Regions from separate parts of the Mus musculus genome. Here region 1 is linked to region 2. The links are chromatin contacts, called in public Hi-C maps. All regions are on one chromosome and are shown on one strand. The core of a region is the stretch at or near the end of the contact, and the rest is flanking DNA. Distances in the headings are between cores, read along the strand shown.

Region 1 (5,533 bases), core at 2,240-4,739, 130 kb before region 2:
GTGCTCAGCTTGCAGAAGCTGCCAGCTGTGCTCACACCACCACCTGGGACAACCACTCGTTGGTCAAGTTCAGACACCATCCATGGAGGTTGCAGGAAAGCTGGGGAAGGTTATGAGTGGGAATACTGTTTCGAAAGTATCGTGCATTAAATGGGCAGTGTTAATGTAGAACCAGGGTTCTACCACATGCAAGTCTGTGTCCACAGAGCCGTTCTTGAACTCCGTATCAGTACAGCTTTCACCTGGGTTGTCCGTTGTAGTGTCTGGGAAGCTTGAGGGTTCCCTTCTTAGGACCAGCGGGTGGTTTGTGAAATGCTTAGCTGGTTAGCATCCGAGGTGAGGGTCTGAAGGAGTCTCTCTGTCTTCTTCTTTCTTTGCCTGATGCACATCAAGGTAGAGTGCATTCCGGTGTGGGTGCCAATGAACTAGCTGCGAGCTGCTGTCAGAGTGGGAGCAGACTCATCAGCCTTGGCAGAGAAAGAGTGCCCTTCAGGCTGTCAGGTCACGAGCTCCGAGCTGCCCTTAGTCCTTGTCAGCCTCACAGAGGTCTGCGCCCGACACTTCTGCCCTTTGAGACAAAAGAAACAGGCCCAGCACGAGTGGAAGTGGGTGTCTGTGTTTCTGTTTGCACTGTTTCTGTGACAGCCACCCAGGCAAAATCATGAAATACACTCGGTTCTGTAAATTGCTTCTTTAAATGTCCCGTAGATTCTTCCTGTAGGAAAACGTTACAAGTATTCAAAGACAGCTAGCTGTCACTGGTGCTCCCCCCAAAGCGTTTCACCCCCTTCTGTGCATCTTAGGAATGAAATGGTTGCTGTGTGCAGGTCAGGTTAATGGAAGAACGAGTCTGGTGGTATAGCGTGGTTTGAGAGATGTCTTTCAGTTTTCTTTTCCTGCATCATACCTGGAATGCATGCAGCCTGCTGTTGGTACCCTGCTCACCTGTGTCTTTCTTACCCAGGAGGCTTCTCTCAGTGGTTGGAAGTAAAACCATCTCAATGGGCCTATACAGGAAAGGCTGTTAATTTAAGTCTGTCGTTACTTTCTGGCGAATTTAACATAAGCCTTGGGCACCTGTCACAATTTTCTAAAGATGGTTTGGGCTTCCTTACCTCCCAGTGTGAAGTGTTTCAAATGTCTGTCAGTTCTCTTGCACGGTCCTAATAAAAGTGAAAGCCCTCTGTCACGAAACAACATGGGTGGTCCAAAGATCAGGGGCAAGACAACTCAGCACACCTGGAACCCTTGGGGTCTTTAAGCAGCCGTGTCCAGGCTTCCTGAGAACACCGGCTGCAAACACGGGCATCCCGGGGAAAGCTGGGAGTTTGGTTCCTGGCACATTGCAATCACTTGATTGTGAGTCCTTGGGAGCAAATGCCTGATGCTGTATTTTCACAACTCTGAGGAAACGTCTGGGAACTCCTAGGGGTAGGCGATTGACTGCCTGATTTTAGAGCAGGGAGCCCGGCCCCTTCTTTTGTCTTCCTGGCAGGAAAGCAAGACAGTGAGCCATGCCCTAAAACACTCACACCTGTAAACCCAGTCCTTAGGAGACTGAGGCAGGAGGATCCCTGTGAGTTCCAGGCCAGTCTAAGCTGCAGAGGGAAAGCGTCTCAAAAAAAAAAAAAAAAACCAAACCAACCAAACAAACAAAAAAACAAAGCTAAAATGACAGCAACCAAAAGTAATTTGCTTATTCAGTGGGCATGTAAAGAGTCTGGCCACCATGTCCCCTCTGCACCGTGACTTGGTGATGGCTTTGTGGACATGGCTGAAGCTGGATGAGATGTCCAGGAGTGCTCATACAGCGACTGACGTAAGGACCCCCGACCGACCTCATCTTGTTAAGTTAACGGAGACCCTTCTTGTTGAAGGGGCCTGCTGCTAGTAACCTTTGCAATGTTCTGCTTTTAATATGTGTCAAATGGGAGTCTGGAAACTGTAATAAAGATGATTGTATCCATTTGCTTGCTGCTTGGTCTCTGCTAACTTGGGGAGAATCCTGGAGAAATTTCGGGTCTATTACCAAGAGAAGACACACATCTAGAAAGTGAAATTATTACAAGCAGGGGCTGGAGAAATGGCTCAACAGCTAAGAGCTACACCGTTCTAAGGATTGGAGTTCAGATCCATGCACCAGGTAGCAAGTCAGGCATCCCACAATTCCTGTAACCCCAGGTGTAAACCATGGTGGGCAGCAGAGACGAGGGCGCTTACTGGCTTCTAGCCAGGCTCAGGGATGTGACCCCACTTCAAATCAAAGGGGGAGGGTGAAGGAGAACATCTAGTGCCCTAAGCATGGACATAAATGCACACAAATGTGTGTGCTCACACACACACACAGACACATAAATAAATAAACAAGCTTTAGCTAATTGCAGTCCTGCTGTTGTGATCTTGGGCCTTTTTGATACCAAAGCACATCTCTGGAGTCCCATCCTCCAGGCACCTTTGTTCTCCTAAATTTGAGTTCTCCCAACTCTGAGCTGCACTAATCGCCCTATGGACTTCTTCTGCCTGGCCTTCACTGGCATTAGTCCATTCTCCTCATGATCTGGTGAAGTCACCATTAATTCTTATCCTTAGAGGCTTCCAGATATCTGTGAACGAGTCACAGCTTCCCTCTGCATGAAAGCAAGCTGGGTGGCCTGAGGGCTTGCCACGTCGGTGACTTAATCTCTCCTGTGAGCTTTCTCGGTACCCAGTAGGACAGACAAATAAGCAAGTCACTCTGGTTTGGACATGGCATGCATCTGCCATCTCAGCACACTGGAGAGAGTCAGGAATCGGAAGCTAGCCTAGGCTACATAGCTAGATCCAATCTCTAAAGCTCTAAGGACAGTATAGCTTGGTGGTAGAGTGCTTGTCTAGCCTGGGCAAACCCCTGGCTCACTCTCGCTTTCTTCCCCCCCCCCCCAGTCTCTCTGTCTTTCTCTCCTGATTCTTTCTCACATTAACTTGGCATGTTCTAATAGACCTAGGTTAACCTGGGCTCAACTGCATTTGTAAATGCCTAACCACCACAAAAGGGGAGGACGAGGCAAGGCCCACGATTCCCTTGTTTCATACCTCATTATCCAGGGTATGGAAAACCCATAAGTAAATATATCTATCTTTACCTTGGTTTTCCTGAGTAGGATAAGAAAGAACTGGGGGGAGGGGGGGGTGGAATCCTTGCCGGCTAGTCTTGGATAGAACTAAGTATCTTTCTCAGTCTGCTCAGTTGCCACTAGGTGGCAGTGGGTTAAAGAAAACTGCTTCGCTAGCTCTTGGAAGGACCCATGTCTCAGGCAGCGATCCATACTTAAATATGTAGAAGCTTTGACATCAAGGGAAAAAATCAGCTGCGACCCACCCCATGGCAATGTGGGTTGTCGTGGATTGTATTCTTAAGCTCAGCCAGCGCAGCTGCTGTCAGTCAGGGAGGGAAATGACCTTAGAAAAGAATGAGAAGTGTTTCCCAGTATCCCTTACTTCAGGGTGTCGGTCACTATCTCCCCCTGCTGGCAGGAGACTGTGCCTGCACTGCTGTACGGAATCCCTTGTTTCTCCCGCAATTGAAACAATACAGAAACAATTGAAATGATAGATACAGTCTGCAGCGCCCTGTGAAAGCCCAGGTGTGGCAATGGTTGCTACTGAGTGGAGTGACCACTCCAGAACTGGATGCAGACATGTTCATGAGTCAGACGGGCATTTATAATGAACAGAGGAAACCTGTTGTGTTAGATTGGAACAGCCAAGCAACGGGATCGGGGGTTTCGGGTATCAATGCTTATATATATCTTGTAAAGAGAAAGGTTTATCCTACCCCTAATTTTGGAGGTTCCTGCCTGTGATTAGCCCATTGCTCCCGGCCTGTAGTGAGGCAGCCTGCTACAGCAAAGCTCCATCCTCTGTATTTCATAGTGAACTTATTTCCTGCGAGGGTCTTTGGCTCTCAGGAATCACTTCAGTTTCCTCATCTCTAAAATAGGCACACACCATTTTCATCTTTAAAAGCTGGCAGTTGGGGCTGGAGAGATGGCTCAGTGGTTAAGGTGCTTACAGGCCCTCAGAGGACAGAGCTTAGATCCCAGCAACCGTGTCGGTGCCTCACAAGCATCTTTACCTCCAGCTGCAGAGCATCCGATGGCCGACACAGACTCTTACACATAAATAAAAATCAATCTTAAAGCGTTGGTGATGTATCCTGCTAAGCCGACAGAGCACACCCTTGGTGCCCTTTACACTTGAACTTGCTGTGTGATGTTCTGTAGTTTTCTACATTTTTTACCTTGAGACCAGATCCACCACACTGGCACCGTGGCCTCCTTTCTCTCAGCATGCATGTGTTCCTTGGCTCCCCCAAATTCTCTGTGCTCCCTCAATTGGCTCTTCCTGGGTTAAACCTTCAGAAGATCACATATGCTGCGAGTAGAGCCCCGTGCTTCCCCAGGAAGGACATTAGGCTCCATGGGACATTCATTAGTTGGGGTTACAAAAGGGCCATGGGGCACTGGAATGGTAATTTCCTACACGAGACCCCAGTGACCCAGTGAGAGCTAGCTCAGCTGGTCTGAGCATGTGGCTAATGAGGGAAGGGTCACAGATTCACTCCTGTGTGGGCCAATTAGAGTCACGTGGAAAGTACACGCCGGTGGCAGCAAGCAGCAGCTCACACATTAGCTAACTGGTCACCAGGATGGCTTGTCACCAGTTATCATCACTGTCAGAAATCCAAGCAAGTGCTTACATCATCTTTCCTGTGACTGCATGGCCCAATGTGCCCCCACCCTCAACACACACTCAGGTAACTCATGGCGACTTCAGAGTTTCTGCCTTGGTCTCCAGCACACCTCTTGCCCCATATCTATTTAGCTGTTGTTTTCCTTTAAGTTGGCTTGCTTTTTAACTTTGACTTAAAAAGGAGCCGAGAGAGGAAAATTGAGAAATCTGCCCCGGGTCATGTATAGCACATGTAATTATTCAGAATAAAGCCTTCATCTTCCAGCCAGCTCTAAACAGCTCCTGTGCTTGCCACTGTTGTAAAACGTAGATGTAGAGTCGGCGTGTGCTGTGTAACACAGGACAGGAATCAGAAGCCATCGGCAAAGACTGTATTAGGAAGCATTTGCTTCAAAAATAAATAAATTAAATTAAAAGCAACTTGCCACGGTGGGGACGCTCAGGACCAGGGGCCTGAAAGTTTCATAGTCATGCCAGATAAAATGATTATCCTTGCAGGGATCTCCACACCAAAGGCCTTTCTGGAAGTCACTTTTGAGCAGCTATTAAGTTGGAACAAACCCAAGGCTTCTTTTACAAAGCACCTTTTTCTCCAACGTCACAGATTCTGTCCCACCCCCACCCCCCACTGTCTAAAACCTTTGCATAATTTCTTTTTTTTTTTTAGAATTATTTATTTATTTTATTTATATGAGTACACTGTTGCTGTCTTCAGACACTCCAGAAGAGGACATTAGATCCCATTACAGATGGTTGTGAGCCACCATGTGGTTGCTGGGATTTGAACTCAGGACCTTTGGAA
Region 2 (5,627 bases), core at 183-2,682:
AGAAAGAAACAAAACAAAACAAAACAAACAAACAAAAAAAGAAAGTCAGACAAATGAACAAAACCAAACAGCCCAGTGGTTTCTGGTGTACAGCCAGGTTTGAGAACCCCTGCTAGATATGTATATATATATTTTAAAAAACATTTCCTGGCAGGGACTTTCCTGGGGAGACAAGTTGTTACTGGCAAAAGGCCACAGCACATGCTGGTCTGGGATTATATTTCATGTTACAGATCTCCAGAGGTTTTTTGTTCTGCTTGGCCTCAGAGACCTGAGGAACTTCTCAGAACTCAGGATGGGAAGGAGCCAGGCATGCTGGGAGAGTTTGGGTTTGGCTCAGCAGCCCCCTCTGCTGTCAGAATTCCAAGGTTCAGTTCAGCAGAGCCAGCAGGGGATCTGGGAGGGAAGTGAAAACAGTCGCCTATGGATGCTATGGATGCCAACGGTAACCATAGCAACGAAACCTGTTGGTACCTTGAGGGTCACAGGAAGAGAGATTGCAGACCGAGTCTTAGAGCCAAGGAAGCTGTGGAGGTCGTTTGTCCCCTGCAAGCTCCTCTAGAGAATTTGGACAAATTAATTCTTCCTGAACGTCAGTTTCCTCATCTGAGCAGGGGAATAATGAGCTGCTTGCTCTGTCAGCTTTCCACACTGGAGACTATGGCAGTCTTAGCAGAATACGGAGAGTGGAGAGTGCTTTTGTCTGGCAAATGCTGCCAGCCAGTGACTGAACCATGTGTTGAGGAAGCTTTGGTCTCTTAATTGAGGTGGATCAGCCAGTTAACAAAACAAAGGAGAGGTGTACTCAGCCACTTCCGAAAGAACAGAGTGGGCCATGTTTATAAGGGTAGTTGAGGTTGGTTTTGTGCCTGGATGAATTAAAGTCAGGAGACCGTGCTCTTATGATACATTCACTTTCTCATGTATTCAGCTATTTTTTCAAAGCTAATTTTTACAAGGAAAGATTTCATGTTCCATAGACTGGCCTCAAACTCATCTTGTAGCTAAAGATGGCCTTCTGATTCTTCTGCTTCTACTACCTGAGTGCTGGGCTTACAGGTGTGTGCTGAGAACCCACTTTGTAAAGTGCTGTTGATAGAACTCAGGCTATCATGCCCGTTAGGTAGGCAAAGTCTCTACCAACCAATGGAGCCTCCTCGACTGAGCACCTCTTGCATGGCTGAAACTGTGTGAGAAGGCATGCTAAGGCAAATTAGATGCTCTTGTTTTGCCTTTGGCTGTTGATGTATTTTGCAGGTTTCGGTTGCCAGAGATGCCTTCAGTTAGGTGTTATGGTATCTAAGACCTCAACTAGGGGACAGAATATTAACTGCTATAAGTTGGGAGTTGTTTATGTGTCAGGCACTTCTTGTGTACTATCTTGTTCAGTAATCAGAGCAGAGGAGGAAATAGAGCTGAGGTAAGAGAGCAGGAAGTGGTGGTGGTGTGTACATGCCTCTAGCCCACATGGAAAATTACTTGTTTTTGTGAAAGGCTATGAAGTTCTAGGGAAAATACATTTACTTGGGTGTGTTCATTAGCACTACCTATAATAGTGCAAGTAACTCCAAATAGACAAAATGTATAAGACCATAGCATAGCAGCACACTTTAAAGAAACTACTGTCTGAGTGGGTTTGTACATATGAATGCAGTGCCAGCAGAGGCCGGAAGAGGGCGGCAAATTCCCTTGGTATGTGCTATGGGTACTGGGAATCAAACTCTGGTCCTCTGCATGAGCAGCGTGCATCCTTAACTGTGAAGCCATCTCTAATTAGGCATGGAAGGTGGCACAGGGAGGGGAACAATTGCCCAGCGAGCTTGAGGACCTGAGTTTAAGTCCTACACAAAGCTGGGTGTGGTGGTACATGTATGTCTGTAATCCTGATATTCCTAGGGATAGAAACAGAAGAATTCCTGAATGCTTGTTGCCCATCTAGCCTGGCTTAAGCCACTGCAAACAAAAAAGAGACCCTTCATTCCTTAGAAGGCAAGGACCCAGGAGTGAGGTTGTTCTCTGGCTTCCACATGTATTGTGGCTTGTGCACACCCCATTACAAAAATCTGCAACTGCTCGAGCGCTCGCGCGCGCGCGCGCACACACACACACACACACACACACACACACACACACGGGATAAAACAGATAGAGACTATTACATCTGGCTTTAAGCAATGACAACGACAACAACAACAACACCACAATAGAAATGTGGGGTCCCGGGGACCAAACTCAGGACAAGCACTTGACCAACTGTGTTCCCTTCTACCACCCATCTGGAGTTTGATTATGACAATTTCTAAACATAGAAAGAACTTGAAAGTAGGTCACTGCCTGACGGCATCGAGCAGAGCAAGGAGCGTTGGCTGTGGGCTCTGAAGAAATGTTACTGTGAGACCAGATGTGAGAGCTAAAGGGCAAGGTCAGTAACAGCATGGAAGGAAAGTAAGACTTGTAGCTGGGGACGAGTCAAGCTGACCAGGTAAGAGAGAGGGCAGGCAGGTTCTGGGAAGGCAGTGTCTGCAGGCTATGGTTGGTGACTCCCATGAAGTGATGAATCACTCTTTTTGCCCTTATACATATCTTGTTTCTTATACAGCCCCGTGTAAGCTTTAAGTAAGATGATATCTAACAAGGGTATTCCAGGCCACTCCATAGATAAGTAGTGAGGGGGCTACTTATGATGCACTCAATAAAGTCTGCAGCTACAATCTTGGCAACTATGGTAAGAGTCAGTTCGAGGTCAAAGTAAATTTGCAAGCTGGTAAGAGGACGTGGTTTAGCTAAGGGCTAAGAGACCCTGGCAAAATCTATAGCTAGCAGTACTTCAAGGTTAGTGAGTGACGGGGCTGGCCATGTCTAATGGCCAGAACACAATGAAAGTCACTAGCTATCAAAATGAGTCAGAGAGGGAGTGAGGACATCAAGGCATGGCCATTCTCCCAATGACAGGAGCAGCATGTGTGCAGCACATGAGCCTGTCCCTGGTACAGGGGGTGGGGGCACAGGTCTTGAGCTTGTTGGCTCTCCATCCTCTCAATATTCAAGGTGCTCAGAGAATTAACCAATCTCAGTAGAAATCACCCCAGTCTGTTCATTTTCTACTGTAAGTCCTATAAAAATCCTTACACGAAGAAGCCCAGTGCAACCCATTTGTGCCCCACTCCATACTCCCCCCCACCCCCCATGTACCACAGGGGGTTTACTTTTCTCACCATCCTTCCTTGGTTCCATCTGGAGCTTTGCTTGGTTTCTGTCACCCTCAAAGCCTTTGTTAAATCTTCTCTACAATCAAAGCTCTTTTTCAGGGCCTAGAGAGACGTGTAAGCAGTCAAAAGACCTTGCTGCTCTTGTGAAAGACCTGGGTTCAATTCCCAGCACCCACGTGGCCGCTCACAACCTTCTTAATTCCAGTTCCAGGGGATCTCAGTTCCTCTCCTGGTTTCTGGCAGCACCAGATCTACAAAGCTATGTACAGACAAAGCACCTATACATGCAAAAGGCATGAAAAAAATATAAAACAATAACCTCCAGTCCTTTAAAAGTGCATCATATTTGTCTCTGTGAATTTTGCTCTTCGAGATTCAGAGATTAAAAGCCCAAACCAAACTGTCACCTCAGTAACATGTGTGTGGTCATGAGTGTCTCACATGCTAACTCGATCCAGTTATGCATACCTGAGACAAACGTCAGTTGTCACCTTCACATTCAGAGATACCCACTTCTCCCATTTCAGCAAGGTCCAGGCTTCAGAGAGACCACGGAGAATAGTAAGGAGAATTGAAGTAAGGAGTCAGATTAGGGGTTAGGTTCACATCCAGACAAAGTTCTCTTCTTGCTCATTCATTTTGGGCAAGGGCTTGCATCTCTGCTCATAAGCTTCTCTCCTTGCTGAATGAAGACACTCTTAACTTTGTGTGTTTTAAACTGGATGAAGATACAGCCACCATTGTTTATGTAGGTGCCTGGGCAGCCTTTTGTCTTGGAGTTGGTAGCAGCTTCCATCTGGAATAGCCAGGTTTTAAATTTTCCCATTAGACCACAGAACAAACTCACTTAGCGATTTCACCCTAGCCAAACTCAATGAAGAGACTCGAACGAAGAGACAGCTATGTCACACATCTGCTGCTGGACCACTTGGCTGGTAGGTTTTCAGAGGTTGTAACCAACAAAAGAACAGAAATAAGCTCTCAAGGAGACCTGTGGGAGGGAGGGAGATTAAACTCTTCAACTCTTTAACTTCTACTAGTCAAAGCAGTAGCTCTAAAAAACCACATTGCCAGTCACTTAGCTTTACCACAGAGCTGTCTGTCGTACTGGACCATGGTTCTTCCCACACTTAGGCACCCACTTCCTTGAAATACATATGCTACCTATAGGGTGTGTATCTATACCTATAGGGTGTGTATCCATCTCATGCATCTCTTTCCTCTGTTGTTCTGAGTTATGGGGTGGCAACCTATTTTTCCAAAACTGCATGATCTCTATCGTTATGAAAACCACACATGTCTCAGTCATGATAACTTAACCCAGTCAATATCTTTCATGGCTGTTCAGTAGAAAGTTTGTGGCATTAGTACGCTTTTTTTTCAAGATTTATTTATTATTATATCTAAGTACACTGTAGCTGTCTTCAGATGCACCAGAAGTGGGCATCAGGTCTCATTATGGATGGTTGTGAGCCACCATGTGGTTGCTGGGATTTGAACTCAGGACCTTCGGAAGAGCAGTCGGTGCTCTTAACCACTGAGCCATCTCTCCAGCCCATTAGTACGCTTTTATGCTTAAATTTACATTAAGAATTTTGGGAAGGGGATGTGACTAAAGAGATGGCTCAGTGGTTGAGACTATTGGCTACTCTTCCAGAGGATTGGAGCTTGAATCCCAGCACCCACATGGTAGCTAGTAACTGTAACACCAAATCCTGAGTACCAAATGCCCTCTTCTGGCTTCCTCAGGCCATGTATGTGTGATGCACAGGCAAACACGTAACCAAAACACTCAAACACATGAAATTTAATAAATAATTAAATATTAATTTTTCCCCACAAAACTTACAATTAAAAATTTAGACTTCCTTCACACCCGTTTGCTTGTCTGTAAATACTCAGGAATCTTTTACAGGTGGTTTGATTGGATAAGGGAGCACGAATGGAAGATAAAAGAAATGAAACCTCCTTAACCCACCTTGAATTTTGTTTCTTTTTGTGTGTCTTTATGTACGTTATGCAAGCACATGTGTCGTGCATATGGAGGCCAGAGGCTAATATTCAATGTCTTCTTCAATTGCTCTCCAGATTGCGATTATGATCATTATTTACTACGACGACGACTACTACTGCTGCTACTACCGCTACTATTGAGACAGAGTCTCTCACTGAACCCAGATTGTGCTGATTTGGCTAGATTGGTTGGCAAGCACACTCCAGGGGCGCTCCTGTCTCTGACTACCCATTGCTGGATTATCTCTGACTGACTTCCCATTGCTGGATTATACACGCTCTGCTACGTAGGGCTCTTTGTTTATGTGTAGGGGATCAAACTCAGGCCCTCATCCTTGACTGACAAGTGCTTTACAAACTGAGCCAGCGACTGCTTGAAATTCCTGTTGTTCCCCAGACCTGAAT

The links. Hi-C and Micro-C count contacts between places; a contact is called where the count stands out from the background.
Region 1: a Hi-C map of uterus shows a contact between it and region 2, with 5 times the contacts expected there. The contact joins two enhancer-like sites. A contact is called at or near these places in 1 of 15 datasets of contacts at CTCF or cohesin (embryonic stem cells), 23 of 484 Hi-C or Micro-C datasets (the HL-1 cell line, the N1E-115 cell line, embryonic stem cells and 4 more) and 3 of 115 datasets of contacts at active chromatin or transcription factors (bone marrow-derived macrophages and embryonic stem cells).

Annotation. Positions count from the first base shown.
Region 1 is chr11:45,924,702-45,930,234 of GRCm38.p6, reverse strand. Lsm11 (U7 snRNP-specific Sm-like protein LSM11) reads left to right here. Exons shown (of 4, transcript NM_028185.2): 4 at 1-1,966. Among named protein-coding and RNA genes, the nearest start is that of Lsm11, 17 kb to the left of the region's middle. Within about 2 kb of position 3,489, at least 112 of the 459 cell types and tissues checked have an H3K27ac peak or open chromatin away from gene starts, as enhancers often do. A contact at or near this core is called in uterus, where this site is marked.
Region 2 is chr11:45,790,591-45,796,217 of GRCm38.p6, reverse strand. No RefSeq gene overlaps it. Among named protein-coding and RNA genes, the nearest start is that of F630206G17Rik, 15 kb to the left of the region's middle. Within about 2 kb of position 1,432, at least 59 of the 459 cell types and tissues checked have an H3K27ac peak or open chromatin away from gene starts, as enhancers often do. A contact at or near this core is called in uterus, where this site is marked.